3 separate regions of the Mus musculus genome follow, and all the other regions are linked to region 2. Evidence: chromatin contacts called from public ChIA-PET data. All regions are on one chromosome and are shown on one strand. The core of a region is the stretch at or near the end of the contact, and the rest is flanking DNA. Distances in the headings are between cores, read along the strand shown. Region 1 overlaps Ubr1 (ubiquitin protein ligase E3 component n-recognin 1). Region 2 holds the start of Ccndbp1 (cyclin D-type binding-protein 1). Region 3 overlaps Ubr1 (ubiquitin protein ligase E3 component n-recognin 1).

The links. ChIA-PET counts read pairs in DNA pulled down with a chosen protein or histone mark.
Region 1: a contact with region 2 is called in an RNA polymerase II ChIA-PET map of memory CD8 T cells, with 37 read pairs. The contact joins the enhancer-like site here to the promoter of Ccndbp1 in region 2. A contact is called at or near these places in 10 of 39 promoter capture datasets (the 3T3-L1 cell line, the C10 cell line, the HPC-7 cell line and 5 more), 6 of 484 Hi-C or Micro-C datasets (B cells, the HL-1 cell line, cortical neurons and 2 more), 3 of 115 datasets of contacts at active chromatin or transcription factors (effector CD8 T cells, embryonic stem cells and memory CD8 T cells) and 3 of 9 other capture datasets (adipose tissue, liver and pancreatic islet).
Region 3: an RNA polymerase II ChIA-PET map of memory CD8 T cells shows a contact between it and region 2, with 31 read pairs. The contact joins the enhancer-like site here to the promoter of Ccndbp1 in region 2. A contact is called at or near these places in 4 of 484 Hi-C or Micro-C datasets (cumulus cells, embryonic stem cells, frontal cortex and 1 more), 2 of 115 datasets of contacts at active chromatin or transcription factors (embryonic stem cells and memory CD8 T cells) and 3 of 9 other capture datasets (adipose tissue, liver and pancreatic islet).

The regions. Positions count from the first base shown.
Region 1 is chr2:120,886,014-120,890,938 of GRCm38.p6, reverse strand. It overlaps Ubr1 (ubiquitin protein ligase E3 component n-recognin 1), which reads left to right. Exons shown (of 47, transcript NM_009461.2): 37 at 1,067-1,163. Among named protein-coding and RNA genes, the nearest start is that of AV039307, 38 kb to the right of the region's middle. Within about 2 kb of position 3,143, at least 15 of the 459 cell types and tissues checked have an H3K27ac peak or open chromatin away from gene starts, as enhancers often do. A contact at or near this core is called in the HPC-7 cell line, effector CD8 T cells and memory CD8 T cells, where this site is marked.
Region 2 is chr2:121,005,118-121,009,745 of GRCm38.p6, reverse strand. Ccndbp1 (cyclin D-type binding-protein 1) reads right to left here and starts at 1,338. Exons shown (of 11, transcript NM_010761.2): 1 at 1,137-1,338; 2 at 969-1,028; 3 at 624-703. The coding sequence starts at 1,236. Tmem62 (transmembrane protein 62) reads right to left here. Exons shown (of 14, transcript NM_175285.3): 14 at 1,903-2,927. The coding sequence ends at 2,601.
Region 3 is chr2:120,936,062-120,940,757 of GRCm38.p6, reverse strand. The region is part of intron 12 of Ubr1 (ubiquitin protein ligase E3 component n-recognin 1); the gene reads left to right. Among named protein-coding and RNA genes, the nearest start is that of Ubr1, 32 kb to the left of the region's middle. Within about 2 kb of position 1,632, at least 6 of the 459 cell types and tissues checked have an H3K27ac peak or open chromatin away from gene starts, as enhancers often do. A contact at or near this core is called in memory CD8 T cells, where this site is marked.

The DNA of each region.
Region 1 (4,925 bases), core at 1,894-4,393, 120 kb after region 2:
TGACTTCCATTCATGTGTGCACATACACAGAAAAAAAATTAGCACTTGATTAAATTCTCATCACTAATAATAACAATATTATTATAATAGTAATAATTATTTTTTTAAAGATTTATTGATTTTATGTATATGAGTACACTGTAGCTGTCTTCAGACACACCAGAAGAGGCTATTGGATCACATTGCAGATGGTTGTGAGCCACCATGTGGTTGCTGGGAACTGAACTCAAGACCTTTGGAAGAGCAGTCCATGCTCTTAACCACTGAGCCATCTCCCCAACCCCAGTAATAATTATTATGCCTGTCTCTTTAGTCTTTCTTGCCCATATCCCCAAAGAGTCATGAAATGTACCTAGTTAGCTATGTTTGGGCACCTGCAGAAGCCTCCAGCCCACTGCCTTACCAGGCATCCCCTCCTCCCTCATCTGCTGACAGGGGCTACAAGAAACTCACAGTCCGGCGTGCGTCCCTGCAGTTCCCACACTGCTCCTGGGAAGAAGAATGTGTATTTTAGTTGTTCCATGGCTTCTTACTATCATTTTAGAATTTCTAGAAATACAGTTTATACAGGATTCAAAGCCCCATGTTTAAAGGGGCAAGTCTGGAGGCTCAGTGGTTAAGAGCACTGACTGTTCTCCCTCTCCTGGTGTGTCTGAAGACAGCGACAGTATACTTACATATATAAAATGAACAATTTTTTTAAAAAAAATTGAATCTGGGAAACAGAACAAAGCTGCGAACTGAAATAATCATAGATAACATTTCTTTTTAATGGAAAATTCAAAAGTATAGTGAAATTATAAAGCATTTTTTAAGTACTAAAAATATTGTAGCTAGGTGTGGTAGTGCTGACCTTTAATGCCAGCATTTGGGAGGACACAGAAAGATTCCTCAGTTCAAGGGCTAGCCAGGAATACATAGAAAGACCCTGTCTCAAAAATAAAATACTGTGAGTATTCGATAAAGTATATAATGCCTTAGTATATAGTAGGCTAGGATTGGTTACTTATCATCCTGACCTAACGGTCATCTTCTATCATTCTATCTTACCTTTTTCTCAATCTAGCATAACGGTCTGAAGGCGCTAATGCAGTTTGCAGTTGCACAGAGGACTACCTGCCCTCAGGTCCTGATACACAAACATCTGGCTCGGCTCCTGTCAGGTAGGGACTTCTTTTAATTATTATGTAAGAATTCACCTGTCTGCTTTTTTTTTTTTTTTAAATATTTATTTATTTATTATATGTAAGTACACTGTAGCTGTCCTCAGACACTCCAGAAGAGGGAGTCATATCTTGTTATGGATGGTTGTGAGCCACCATGTGGTTGCTGGGATTTGAACTCCTGACCTTTGGAAGAGCAGTCGGGTGCTCTTACCCACTGAGCCATCTCACCAGCCCAGTCTGCTTTTTTTTGTTTGTTTGTTTTGTTTTTGTTTTTTGAGACAGGGTTTCTCTGTATAGCCCTGGCTGTCCTGAAACTCACTTTGTAGAACAGGCTGGCCTCAAACTCAGAAATCCGCCTGCCTCTGCCTCCCGAGTGCTGGGATTAAAGGCGTGCGCCACCACGCCTGGCTCACCTGTCTGCTTTTATGACAGTATATTTCATCTAGGAGATGACATACTGTACTGATTATAAACACTCACTCAAGAAGACCAATTCCCTACAGCAGACTTGCCAAAGAAGCTGATGCACAGCTACCCTTTAAGGATTGCAATGTTATTTTAAAATGTATACTTTTGTCTGAGTCTGTGATAGCACAAACCTTTAATCCCAGCACCTGGGAAGCGTAAACAGGCAGATCTTGATGAGTTCAAGGCCAGCCTGGTTTGCAAAGTGAGAACCAGGACAGTCAATGCTACACAGAGAGACTCTGTCTCCAAAAGTATGCGTGAATATATATATAAATATATATATTTTTATATACTTTTGGAGCTGGGCAGCACTCAGGAGGCAGAGGCAGACAGATCTCTGTGAGTTTGAGGCCAACCTGGTCTACAAAGAAATTTCTAAATCAGCCAGGATTGTTAAACAGAGATACCCTGTCTTGATGCACCAAAATAAATAAAACAAACAAACTTCAATTTATACTTGTTACATCTTCTTGATAATTTTATTAATATGCAGTAGCCCTGTTTGTCTCTTCTGTCTGTTTGTGGTTTTGAGTCTTCTTTATTTGATATAAGAGTTGATAAATCGCCAGGCGTGGTGGCACACGCCTTTAATCCCAGAACTTGGGAGGCAAAGGCAGGCAGATTTCTGAGTTCGAGGCCAGCCTGGTCTACAAAGTAAGTTCCAGGATAGCCAGGGCTATATTATAAACTAGTCAGTTTACTTGTGCCCTTTAATTGACTAATGGAGACTTTTTCTACTTAAGGTTATTTTGAGAGGGACTTTTAATGAAATTTTTTAAGGAAATCATATTTTTAAATAATTTTTTTCATTAATGTTCTGGCTGGCTGAATTATTGATTGTAGCAGTTTTTGCTACTTTGCACGTTCTTTTTTTTTCCTCCTATCCTTTATCCCCCTGCTTCACCCCCATCACTAGATAGGAGAGAAAAAAGGATGGGGGTAGGTGAGAGAAAGATATTCTTGAATCTAATTCCTTTCCTTTGTTTCTTCTTTGAGCATGACTAGTAACAAATTGCAACCAATCCCCCTGAATGGATCAACAACCATTGACCACTGACTCCATCTACTGGGCCCCTAGCATTTATATACCCTCTGAAGGTCCCAGAAGTCCAAATGTCATACAATCACAGAAATTATTTGCAACACACAGATGTGTACATACACATAAATGAATGAATGATTGAATGAATGATCACTGTCTTTGAGAAAATTATCATCCTCACTTATAGTGAGGAGTAGGCATAATACCCATGATTGTGAACTAGTAAGGTGCAAGAACTGGTGATGTAACTCACTGCGCCAGCATACATAAGGATAGGTTTGATCACCAACACTTCAGAAGGGGAAAGAGGGCAATGAGCAATCGATAAAATGAAGAATAAGCACGCTACAGTTAACTTGTCGCTCTAATGGAGTTTAATTTTATTTTTGAGACAGGATCTCAGTTTGTAGCTCTGGTTGGCCTGGAACTCAAACTTCCTGTCATCTTCCTGTCACGGGTTGCCAAGGACTAAGATTGTGCTAACCACACTCCACTCTTCAAAGAAATTTTAAAGTAAATATTTATAGTAACTTTGGGGTAAAGTTTTAGAACTGCTTGTAAGAAAAATTTGATGATGAGAGAGAGTATTCCAGTCACTGAAAGGAACAAATCTCAGGACTGGGATTAGGACATTATTTAAATGTCCTGACCGTAAAGCAGTTTGTAATCCCAGAAAGAAAATAAGATAGGTATATAGATAATGCTACTGACTGCATTATCAGAAGTGTTGCTGAGGGCTGGAGAGATGGCTCAGGGGTTAAGAGAACTGACTGCTCTTCCAAAGGTCCTGAGTTCAATTCCCAGCAACCTCATAGTAGCTCACAACCATCTGTAATGGGGTCTGGTGTGTCTGAAGAGACCAATGGTGTACTCATACACATTAAATCAATCAATCAATCAATAAATAAATCTTTTTTTTCTTATTTTTTTAAGTGTTGCTGAAAAAATTTTTTTTATTAATTTTATTTTATTCATTTAATTTTTTTAGATTTATTTATTATATGTAAGTACACTGTAGCTGTCTTCAGACACTCCAGAAGAGGGAGTCAGATCTCGTTACAGATGTTTGTGAGCCACCATGTGGTTGCTGGGATTTGAACTCCGGACCTTCGGAAGAGCAGTCAAGTGCTCTTACCCACTGAGCCATCTCACCAGCCCCGAAAAAAAGATTAAAAAAAAATTTTTTGAGACAGGGTTTTTCTGTCCTGGCTGTCCTGTAATTCACTCTGTAGACCAGGCTGGCCTCAAAGTCACAGAGGTCCCCCTACCTCTGCCTTCTGAGTCCTGGGATTAGAGACATGCACCACCACTACCCAGTGAAAAATTTTAACACAAAGAAATGAGACCTAGAGATTGCAAATGACTTGTCAAGGACACTGGCTTAGTCGGGGTTTCATTGCTGTGAAGAGAAGCCATGACCAAGGCAACTCTTATAAAGGCAAACATTTAACTGGGGCTGCCTTACAGTTTCAGAGGTTCAGTCAGTTATCATGGCAGGAAGCACAGCAGCATGCAGGCAGACATGGTGCTGGAGAAGGAGCTGAGAGTTGTACATCTTGATCCAAAAGCAGCCAGAAGGAAACTGACCTCTGCAGACAGTCAGGAGGAGGCTCTCTTTGGCACCTTGAGCACAGAACCTCAAAGCCCACCCCGATAAAGGTTTACTTCCTCCCACAAGGCCACACCTTCTAACAGTGCCACTTCCCATGGGCCAAGTACATTCAAACCACCACAGACACTCAGCCTGTTAGTCACAAAAGCCTGTGATCATTTTAGTTTAAGATAGAGCATAAAAAGAACACTTCATGGTTATTATATGCCACACCTAATATAAATCCTTCAAAAGTCTGTTAATAAATTCCTCAGCAATCTGTAAATACTGTAGACTTAGAAAAGTTAAACTGCTTCCCTGTAACAAATAGCCAATATGAGAACCTATTTCAGTCTTGTATCCAAAAATCATAATATTTATGCTACTTACTTAGAATATTGAAGTTGAGGTTAAGAAATTAGTATGAGGGCTGGAGAGATGGCTCAGCCATTAAAGGCTAGGCCCACAACCAAAAATATAAGAAATTAGTCAGAGGAGAAACTTTTTATCCTTAGTTTTTGTTGAGGCTGGAGAGATGGCCCAATGGTTAAGACTGCTCTGCTATCATGAAGAGTGGAGCTTACATACCAGTACCCAAGTAACAAGCCAAGCATGCCTCGGATATCTGTATCTCCAGCTTTGGGGGTGAGGATGGGAT
Region 2 (4,628 bases), core at 89-2,588:
CTATAGAGCATGGTTAAATCTTTTATGAAAACTCGTCATGAGTCAGGTCTTATAATGTACTCACCACACAATAGAAAGAAATTAGGTAGACACCTGACAATTATAAAAAGCATTACAAAAAGAAGGACAGCCTTGGCTGTCCTGGAACTTGCTCTGTAGACCAGGCTGGTCTTGAACTCAAGAGAGCAGCCAGCCCCTGCCTCCTTAAAGTGCCGGGATTAAAGGTGTGTACCACCAGCAGCAACAGCAACATCTTAACACTAAAGGGTTTTATATAACAGGTGCTGCTTAGATACTGCAAAGACATTTAACTCCTCCTCTGCTATTTATTGACCTGAGCCTCTAAACCTGCTTACTCATTGGTCAGATGGGGAATATGTATGTGAAACAGCTATAAATCAACAAGGAAAGTTGAAAGTTAAGAGGAACTAACCTGGCTGAGTTTCAGCCTAAATTTAGAAGACCTTTCTAACCCTATGCACCTGGCTATTTACAACAATCCCATGTGGTAAGAACTGTAACCTCGCTTGCTAAGTGGGGGAAATAAGTGTGGCTTGAATGTGAAGGGTAAGAAAACGGGAGGATTCTTAAGGAGAAAATAACCCTCCGGAAGCAAAGCTCACCTGTGGAGATGGCCATGGAAGTTTAGAGAAGTGCGTTGTCAGAACAGTGGCTTCCCCGTTCACTTTCACTGCTGCCTCATCTGGGGGTGTCAGAGGCGGCAGGGGGCCAAAGTTAGTGTTAAAAGGTTAAAGTTACTACTTGGACTTTTTAGATAACGCGTCCCTTTTCCACCCTAATCAACATCTCCAAAACAACTCCAGAAATCGTTTTATATTTCTGCTTCAAGTGCGGAGAATGGGTGGGAGAAGGGATGAGGACCAGAGACATTGTCATCTCAGGGGACAGCAGAGGGAAGGTTAGGATGCAGGGAGATGAGGGAAGAGCCCGCAACGGCAGACACTCACTGAGTCTTCTCCAAAACATTTCTCGATTAAATTCCTCCGCTGTCTCCTGGGCTTCGCCGACTTGAGGAAGGCCGGATCACCCCGAAAGCAAAAGACAGGTGAGAGGAGCCCTGACCTGATGCCCTACATCCCTACCCGGAGCCCGGGATGCAGATTCCCATAACTCACCCCGTACTCGAGGCAGAAGTGACCGTAGCTCCTCTGCTAAGTGCCGGAGCTGCTCCAGAGGCGGAGCAAGGAAGGGGACTGCGGCTGTCGAGCTCGCCATCGCAGGCTCTCTCTGGGAACCAGCTAAGACGCTTAAGCCATTTGGCCCCGCCGCAGTACTTCCGGTGCTGAAAAACTCATCTCGTTTCCGGCAACACACAGCGCGTCCCGCCCCTTCCTTCTCAGTGTAGCGACCCCGCCTTCCCAGACAGCCCGGCCATCCGTCCACGCCTCCCCCCACCCCCAGAGACCCGCCCACTCAGGAACAAGACCACGCCTCCCCACTGGAAACCTGCCCACTCCCCGCTGGCCCGGCCTGGAGACCCAGCCACGCCTCCTTCACCTGCCCTCCCCGCAGATCTAGAGACTTTTTCCAGTCCCTGGCTACACCCCACTACCCCTCCCTCCATGACACTAGGCCACTCAAAAGACCCAGCCAGGCATCTTTTGACCTACTAGAGACCTGGCCACTCTTCTATGTAACTGAGCTTTTCCCCTGTAAATATGTCCGTGGCAGTGCCTGCAGAGGCCAGAGAGGGAATCAGATCCCCAGGACCCGGAGTTACACTGTGTGAGTGAAGGGAATCGAACCTGTGACCTTTGGAAGAGCAGCCAGCACTCTTAACTGCTGACTCCAGCTCCCTGGTGACTCTTTCTCCAAGCCCCCAAACCAGGCCCACTTTCTGGCTCCCATATGTTTATCAACATTGCAGATCCGTTTGTGATATTTCTTTGTTAATACTTATCTTTTATTATTTTTTAATCACATGTAAGTCTGTGCACATATGAATGTAGGTGCCCACAGTGGCTCTGGCCTGGAGCTAGAGTTACAGGCAGTTGTGAGCATCTGACATGGTTGCTAGGGATTGAACTCGGGTCTTCTGGAGGTAAAGTACATGCTCTTAACCACTGATCTCTCCAACCCATTGTTTATGGCTACCATTCATTCATTTATTTGATTAGTTGAAAACAACCTTGGCTAAGGAAGCAGAAAGCCCATGATCGGTGGGGAAACAGGCTGGGAAGTCAAGTCTCAGGAGCAGTAAAGGTCCAGGACAAGTTTCCACAGGCTCCCTAGGCAGAAAATGACATCCTGAACTCCAAGTTCGGGCTGGATGCTTTTCACAGGATGACCCTAATAAACACAGTAGTACCAAGGGACACAGTGACACAGAGACCCCACTGTGGCAATCTTCTTGATTAGGGCTCTTTGCCTCCTGAGGAAGAATCAATTGTTAGACTTTTCTGCAGTCCACACAGCAAGAATCAGTAGTAAACATTTCCAACATTCAGATGTCCAAGGAGTGACTGCTTCCTGAAGCTCACCCACTGATACTGGCTTTCCCATCTGCCACAGGGCAGAGATCTGAGCCACAAATGTGGAGGCTGGACTTCTTCCAGGCTGCTAGCTGTAAGCCATGGACTTCAGGAGCTCAGATGACTTTTTAACTGCACCATGAATATTCCAAGTTCAGTGGAGTTCAATGTCCACACACGGTAAATGAGCACAGGTGTCAGCAATGTCAACCAGGTCCTCAATGGAGAGAATGTAAAGGCTAGGGAGCCATATGTCACATGAAGAAAGTAGCAAGAATAAACCTGCCATATGTACAGTAGAAGTATAAGTAGGTAAACAGGTATAATCTTCCAGTATTTTCCCTGGTGGAGATGAGACCTGAAGCTGTGACCAAAGCAGCGATGTAGCAAACTCCAGCATACGTAAGCCATCAAGGGGATGTTAAAGAACACCAGCTAGGAAAAAGGAGACAGAGCCATTAACTTACCACCATGCCCTGCCCTGGGAAGGGTTGCGTCTCAGTGTTAGTAACTTCTACTAATATGTCTTTAGTTTAGATGTCGGTTTTTTCTTGAGGGTGGAAGATGAGGATAGAACTCAGGAATTTGCATACAGTGGGCAAACACTCTACTCCCGAGCTATGTTCCAACTCTTATATGTCTGATTTTTTTTTTTTTTGAGACAAAGTTTCTGTTTGACTGTCCTGGAACTAGCTCTGTAGACCAGGCTGGTTTCGAACTCAGAGATCCACATGTCTGCCTCCTGAGTGCTAGGATCAAAGGTTTGCACCACCATACCCAGCATATGCCTGATTTTTAATGCATTGATCATACTCTTTGTTAGAGAACAGTTGACCTATAGTTAACTGTGTATTTGCCTGTCCTTTTGTTTACCTTAAAGGTAGGCATGATTTATGTTGAAGTCCCTACTGCAATACAGTTATACTGTAATACAGATATATACAGTGTTTACATTGGAAATGAACTGAGTAATCTCCATAGGCACACAACAGAGCATAGATCCTATGTGAACAGAGTGAAAGGAGGACTTAGGTATCAGTATTGAGGTAGCATTCTGAGTACTAAAATCTAAATTAGATAAAGGCTAAAATCCAGGTGTAGTTGTGTGTGGTTCATATCCATAAAGCACCGATTCCACAGCAGGCACTGTGCTAGGCTCTAGGTCAAAGGCACATTGGTGAGCAAGTAACAAAACCAAAGGGGGTGGGGTGGATGAGGGTGGGATGGGTGGCAGGCTAGGGAGGAGTGATTAAGAGCAATCGCTGCTTTTACAGAGGACCCAAGTTTGAGTTCCAGCACCCACATGAACACTCACAACTGTTGGTAAACATTAAAATAAGGGTTCTGAAGCCCTCTTCTGGTCTCCCAGGGCACTGTAATCACATGACACACAAACATATATACAGGTAAAATACTCACATACATAAAATAAAAATTAAATGGCTCCTAAAGACAGATATGAATACATATATATTACAGACAAACATGTATTTTGAAACACAATTATGGGTTGTGAAAAGCTCAATGACAGGAATAATTGGCTCATGAAAGGGTAACTAGGAGACAGACTCTTTGAAGCACGAAGGGCAGCAATGAGTAGCTGAGGGAGGTACACTCTGAGGAGAAGAAACAGAAGTCCAGGATTGGGAGACATCTTAGGCTCTTTAAGGCAATACTTGCTGACCACTAAATCAGGTGGACGTTGGAGACAGAGCCACTGGCTAAGGATGCAAATAAGTTGTGTGTTTATTTTAAAGGAATTGAATATAGACTACTTTATCAGTGTTTCCCAAACAAGAACACTGGACAGGGGATGTCCCATAGTGTGTTCCAGTGACATAGTGCCACCTTCATAACATGTTCCTGCTAAGACAGCACTGGGAAGTCCAGCTCTACCTTTTGGACAGCAGTGTTTTCCTTAGATAACTCATTCTCCTTATGTGTCCATTTTTTCTTTTCATCCCTCTGAAACATTTTTCCTCACTATAATCAGTTTTTTAAACTTGGCAATGTAAAATTTATTCTACAATAAAACTCTTATTTCATTTTCATCAATGAAAGAGTGTGATAAAAACTGGGCATAGTAGCGCACAGAGGCAGGAGGATTTTGGTTAGTCTGAGGCCTGTCTGGTCTAT
Region 3 (4,696 bases), core at 383-2,882, 69 kb after region 2:
TTCTGTACTGAACTTGTGCAGTTTTTTTCCTTGATTTATTTCAAAACACTGTAGTCTAACAGCTGTCTATAGAACATTTGCTTTGTATAGGTATTAAATTGCCTGTGATGTATATGGGTTACTTGCAAATACTTTATTGTTTTAAGTATCTAGGGAATGGAGTCAGTCTCCCATGAGTAACACAAGACTTCTGTAAATGTCTTCAGCAAAGTCTTACTGAGTATAACCCAATGGCATAAAGATGGCGCTGAGGACTGAGGACAGGCCCGTCACTGCATGTGGGTCACCGTGCAGCTCCACACTGTAACTTCCACGCTTTGCACTTGCCCTTCACTTACACACTTCATGACTTTGTCCCCCTCATATACTCTTAGTGTCTAATAATCTGTTTATTTTTCTTTTTACTTTCCTTTTCACCTATATACCAGCCTTTTGATACTCATCAGAGTTCCCTTAATTAAATTTTTCTCCCTGAAGATGACTGAGAATTTTGTTTTAAACTAAAATTTGGGGCTGCTGGGATGGTTTAGTGGTCAAGAACATTGACTGCTCTTTCAGAGGTCCTGAGTTGAATTCCCAGCAATGGTATGGTAGCTTATGACCATCTATAAAAGGATGTGATGCCCTCTTCTGGCATGCAGACAGAGCAGTCATACATTCAATAAAACAAACAAACTAAAATTTGCAGGATAGAGAGATCATTCAGTGTTTACGGGCACATACTAATCTTGCAGAAGATCTGGGTTCAGTTCCTACTACCCACATCAGGTGACTCAAAACCATCTTTAACTCCAGCTCCAGGGATCTCACTGTCTCTCTGGTCTTTACAGGCAGTTGCAGACATGTGTGCAAACACATGCACACTCACCCAATACACATTGAAAAATAATTTTAAAAAATCTTAAACTAAAATTAGAATCACATAATAGAACTGTTCTGATCATTAAAATAAATTTTCATTTACTTTAGAAATGGTGAATGTTATAAAAATTCTGATAGATCAACTATTTAATAAATCATGGACATCAAAGAACTTCTTTTAGCATATATTAGAATAAAATATGTACTTAGTTTGCTGTTTTTAAAAAAGCCCTAAGATGGGGCTGGAGAAATGGCTCAGCAATTAAGGGCATTTGTTTCTCTTGCAAGGAACCCAAGCTTGGTTTCCAGCACCCACACATCATGCAATCGGAACTCCAGCTCCATGGCCTCCACAGCCACACACACACAATTTTTTTAATGCTCCCAGTCACATATGACTGGAAACAAGTTTTACCTACTTCTAATGCCTGTGCATAATAAGGAAGGTAAACGTTGTTGGTTGGCTTTTTAAAAACATTCTCAATCTCTCCATTTTACCAATGAAAACTCAGGAGTCAAAATCTGGGGTAAAAGCCTGCTAGCTCAGAAAGGCAGAGAAAGCAGCCAGCTCACCTTCCTCCTCAGCTGATACCAGAACTAATATCTCCTCTCAGGCCCTCTCTAAAAAGTTCCTTCAAGCTGAACTACCCTCCCTTCTATTTCCTGTGCATCTCTCTATCGGTCCTTTTGACCTCCCCTTACTTTCTATGGTTTTTCTTATTAATCCTATGTTCACTTCCTGTCATCTGGTTGTTTGCTCCACCTCTTGACCTATGGTTGACTTTTTAGTCCTGTGTACAACATTCAAAGAGGAAGCTCTTGGATTAAAGGTGTGAGCTAAGGTTGAGCCACACCACAACTGAAAACAGGTTTTTCTTGTAAACAGTCTTAGAGTTCACAATATGATCAAATATCCCGCAACCGTAAAGAAATGGGCTTCTAGTCCAACTTAAAAATAATTTAGTCTGTTTAAAAAGTGGGGTGAGGAGTTTAGTAGTTAAGTAGATTCAGTAGTTGAGTGTTTGCCTAAAATACCCAAAGCCCTGGGTTTGATTCTCAGCCCTGGAAAAAATAAATGAACAGATTTCTGGAAACTACAGTAGATTCTTGATATTACCAATTCTTGATTTTCAAGATTATCTCAAAATCTTTTATTTCAAAATGTCATTGTGTCTACAAGTTTTTTTCTTTAGAGTTTACTAAATTGTTAAATTTAGGAAATCACACCTCTAATATAAATACTGAAGGTGGGTAAGCCCAGTAGTGATTAGCATGGCCATTCGGATCTGTTCCTTTGTCAAACTGTATGTAAGTCACATTGTTCAGAATAGAACTTCCTAGTGGTTGTATTTGAAATGTCCGTGTTGATTCATTGATGAGCCATGGTCTACCTCACAGGGTAAAATGTAGTCACTGCAATAGTCTCATAACTGAGTTATTTTAGACAAAACTAACACAGCTTAAATAACCTGCTCAAAAACACGGGTCACTCTCAAACGGGCGCTGTGAAATGTGTTAGTAGTTCTCATGTGGTAAAGAACTTGGCTTATATTAACTTTATTTGAATATTGCAGCATTCTTATAAAGTAGGTAATCGTGACTTGTAGGTTACAGAGCTCCTGCGTGGTGGACCTGGAGTTTCAGCCTGTCTGTTATTTATCTGTACTGCTCGTAGTCCTTTTAGGACATCATGTATCCCCACAGAGGGCATAGAAAACAACAATGAAACCTGTTCTGAAACCAAAACAGTACTCAGAAATGGAGTTTAAGAAATAGTCACGAAGCCCTGTTTTCTGCTTCTTAATATACATTCTGCAGTTATGCCTTATTTTCTATATATGTGTTAATTCAGTTTTTCACAAAAGCTGCTTTTAAATCAGTAATTGCTACAAATACTGACGTATCTATAAGTTCTTTTAGGTCTCTGCAGTCTAGCCACTTACTGTACTTACCTGACTACACCTAAATATAAAGCAAACCCCTTGGGGTGTGTGTGTGTGTGTGTGTGTGTGTGTGTGTGTGTGTGTGTGTGTGTGTGTGGTGCTCTGTTGACATTGCCTAAGGGAAGTTTAGCTCTCTAAGAGTGAATCCCAGTTCTGAGTAGCCTTTTCTGAGCACTAGCAAACTTCTTGAAATCTTGTCCCTTTTGTGGCTTTCCTTATTTGGCTCTAGCTCCCCTTGTCCATTTAGAAAAAAACAATTCAATTGTTATTTGACATGAAGAAGCAGACAGCAATCATAGCTGCAAAGTCTTTTCTGAATTAATGTTCCTTTCTGCTGAACCCGGAGAATCATTTGTATGTCATGAAGTGAGCATAGTCCCCCAACCGCAATGCACCCAGTAAGGTCTCACAGGGAGGGACTAACACCTGTTTTGTTCTAAAGGACAAACCCCAGTTTGATTTTGTCACTCAAGTCTGGAAGGTATCTGATGGGGTATGTGGCTTCCTAATTTCTAACTTATATAGAAATAGAAAGTCGCCAGGCGTGGTGGCACATGCCTTCAATCCCAGCACTTGGGAGGCAGAGGCAAGCAAATTTCTGAGTTCGAGGCCAGCCTGGTCTACAGAGTGAGTTCCAGGACAGCCAAGGCTATACAGAGAAACCCTGTCTCGAAAAACAAAAACAAAACAACAACAACAACAAAAAGAAATAGAAAGTCGAAATTTTTTATTTAAACTTTGCTTCTATTAAGGAATGTTCCTTTTATTATTTTAACTGGTTTCTGTGTCCCATTTCTGGAAAGTGTAGCAGATCAAAACAAGTCACCCCATCCTTTCCTTTCGCTGTTATTTTTGCTACCTGTCCGTCTTGCTGTAGACCCTTTTCTTTTCCATTTCCTTCTCTTGCCCCTTGCATCCTTAATTGTTAGCTCAGCACTCGGGAATGAACTAGAAATGTAAATGTAACCTGTGTCAGTCAGAACATTTGAAATTATCCAAAGAGTTGTTGAATTGAAGATTCTTACTCAGTTTGCCCGACTAGAGTGCAAGAGCTGTTTCTACAAAGGTGGTGCTGTTTTCTGGACTACATTTTAAGTGATAGTTCTCATGACTTGCGTGACTTTTGTTTTTAACCTTTAATGAATGTTGGTTTGGTTTTTTTGGTTTTTGTTTTGTCTCTAAGAAATAATAACTAGCACATTTCAACTATTTGATAAAGTCCTGCTGATTGTATTTTTATTACATTTATTTGTTTTTTTTGTTTTTGTTATTTTGGTATGTGAGTGTGTGTGTGTGTGTGTGTGTGACACACACACACACACAGAGAAGGGAGAGAGAGAGAGAGAGAGCGTGCGCACATGAGACAGAGAATATCACACAGCATATGCGGTATGTGAAAGTAGAGGACAACTTGTAGGAGTCATTAGTTCTTAAACCATGTTGGTATTCAACATTGAACTCAGGTCATCTGGCTTATTGGCAAGCGCCTTTACCTGCTGAGCTATCTTACACGATCATCATCATCATCAATCATCAAGACAAGGTCCCTCTATGTAGTCCTGGAAATTCTGGACCTTGCTATGTAAACCAGGCTGTATGTAAACCAGGAACTCATAGAGATCTACCTGCCTCTACCTCCCATGTGCTGGGACTAAAGGGGTACACTAACAGACCTAGCTCATAATCATATTTTTATTTTTTAATGTATAGTTACCACATTGATGGCTATCTAAAAAATAGGAGAAATCAACCATAATCTGCATTGTTTTCCAATTCAGACTTTTTTCAGACAATTTACTATATGGTCTTCTGTGTTCTCTAGTTCTTCCTTTGGTACCTGTTTTTGCCTGTTTGTGTGTGGCTAACACTGGATTATAGTGTTCACTGTGTTT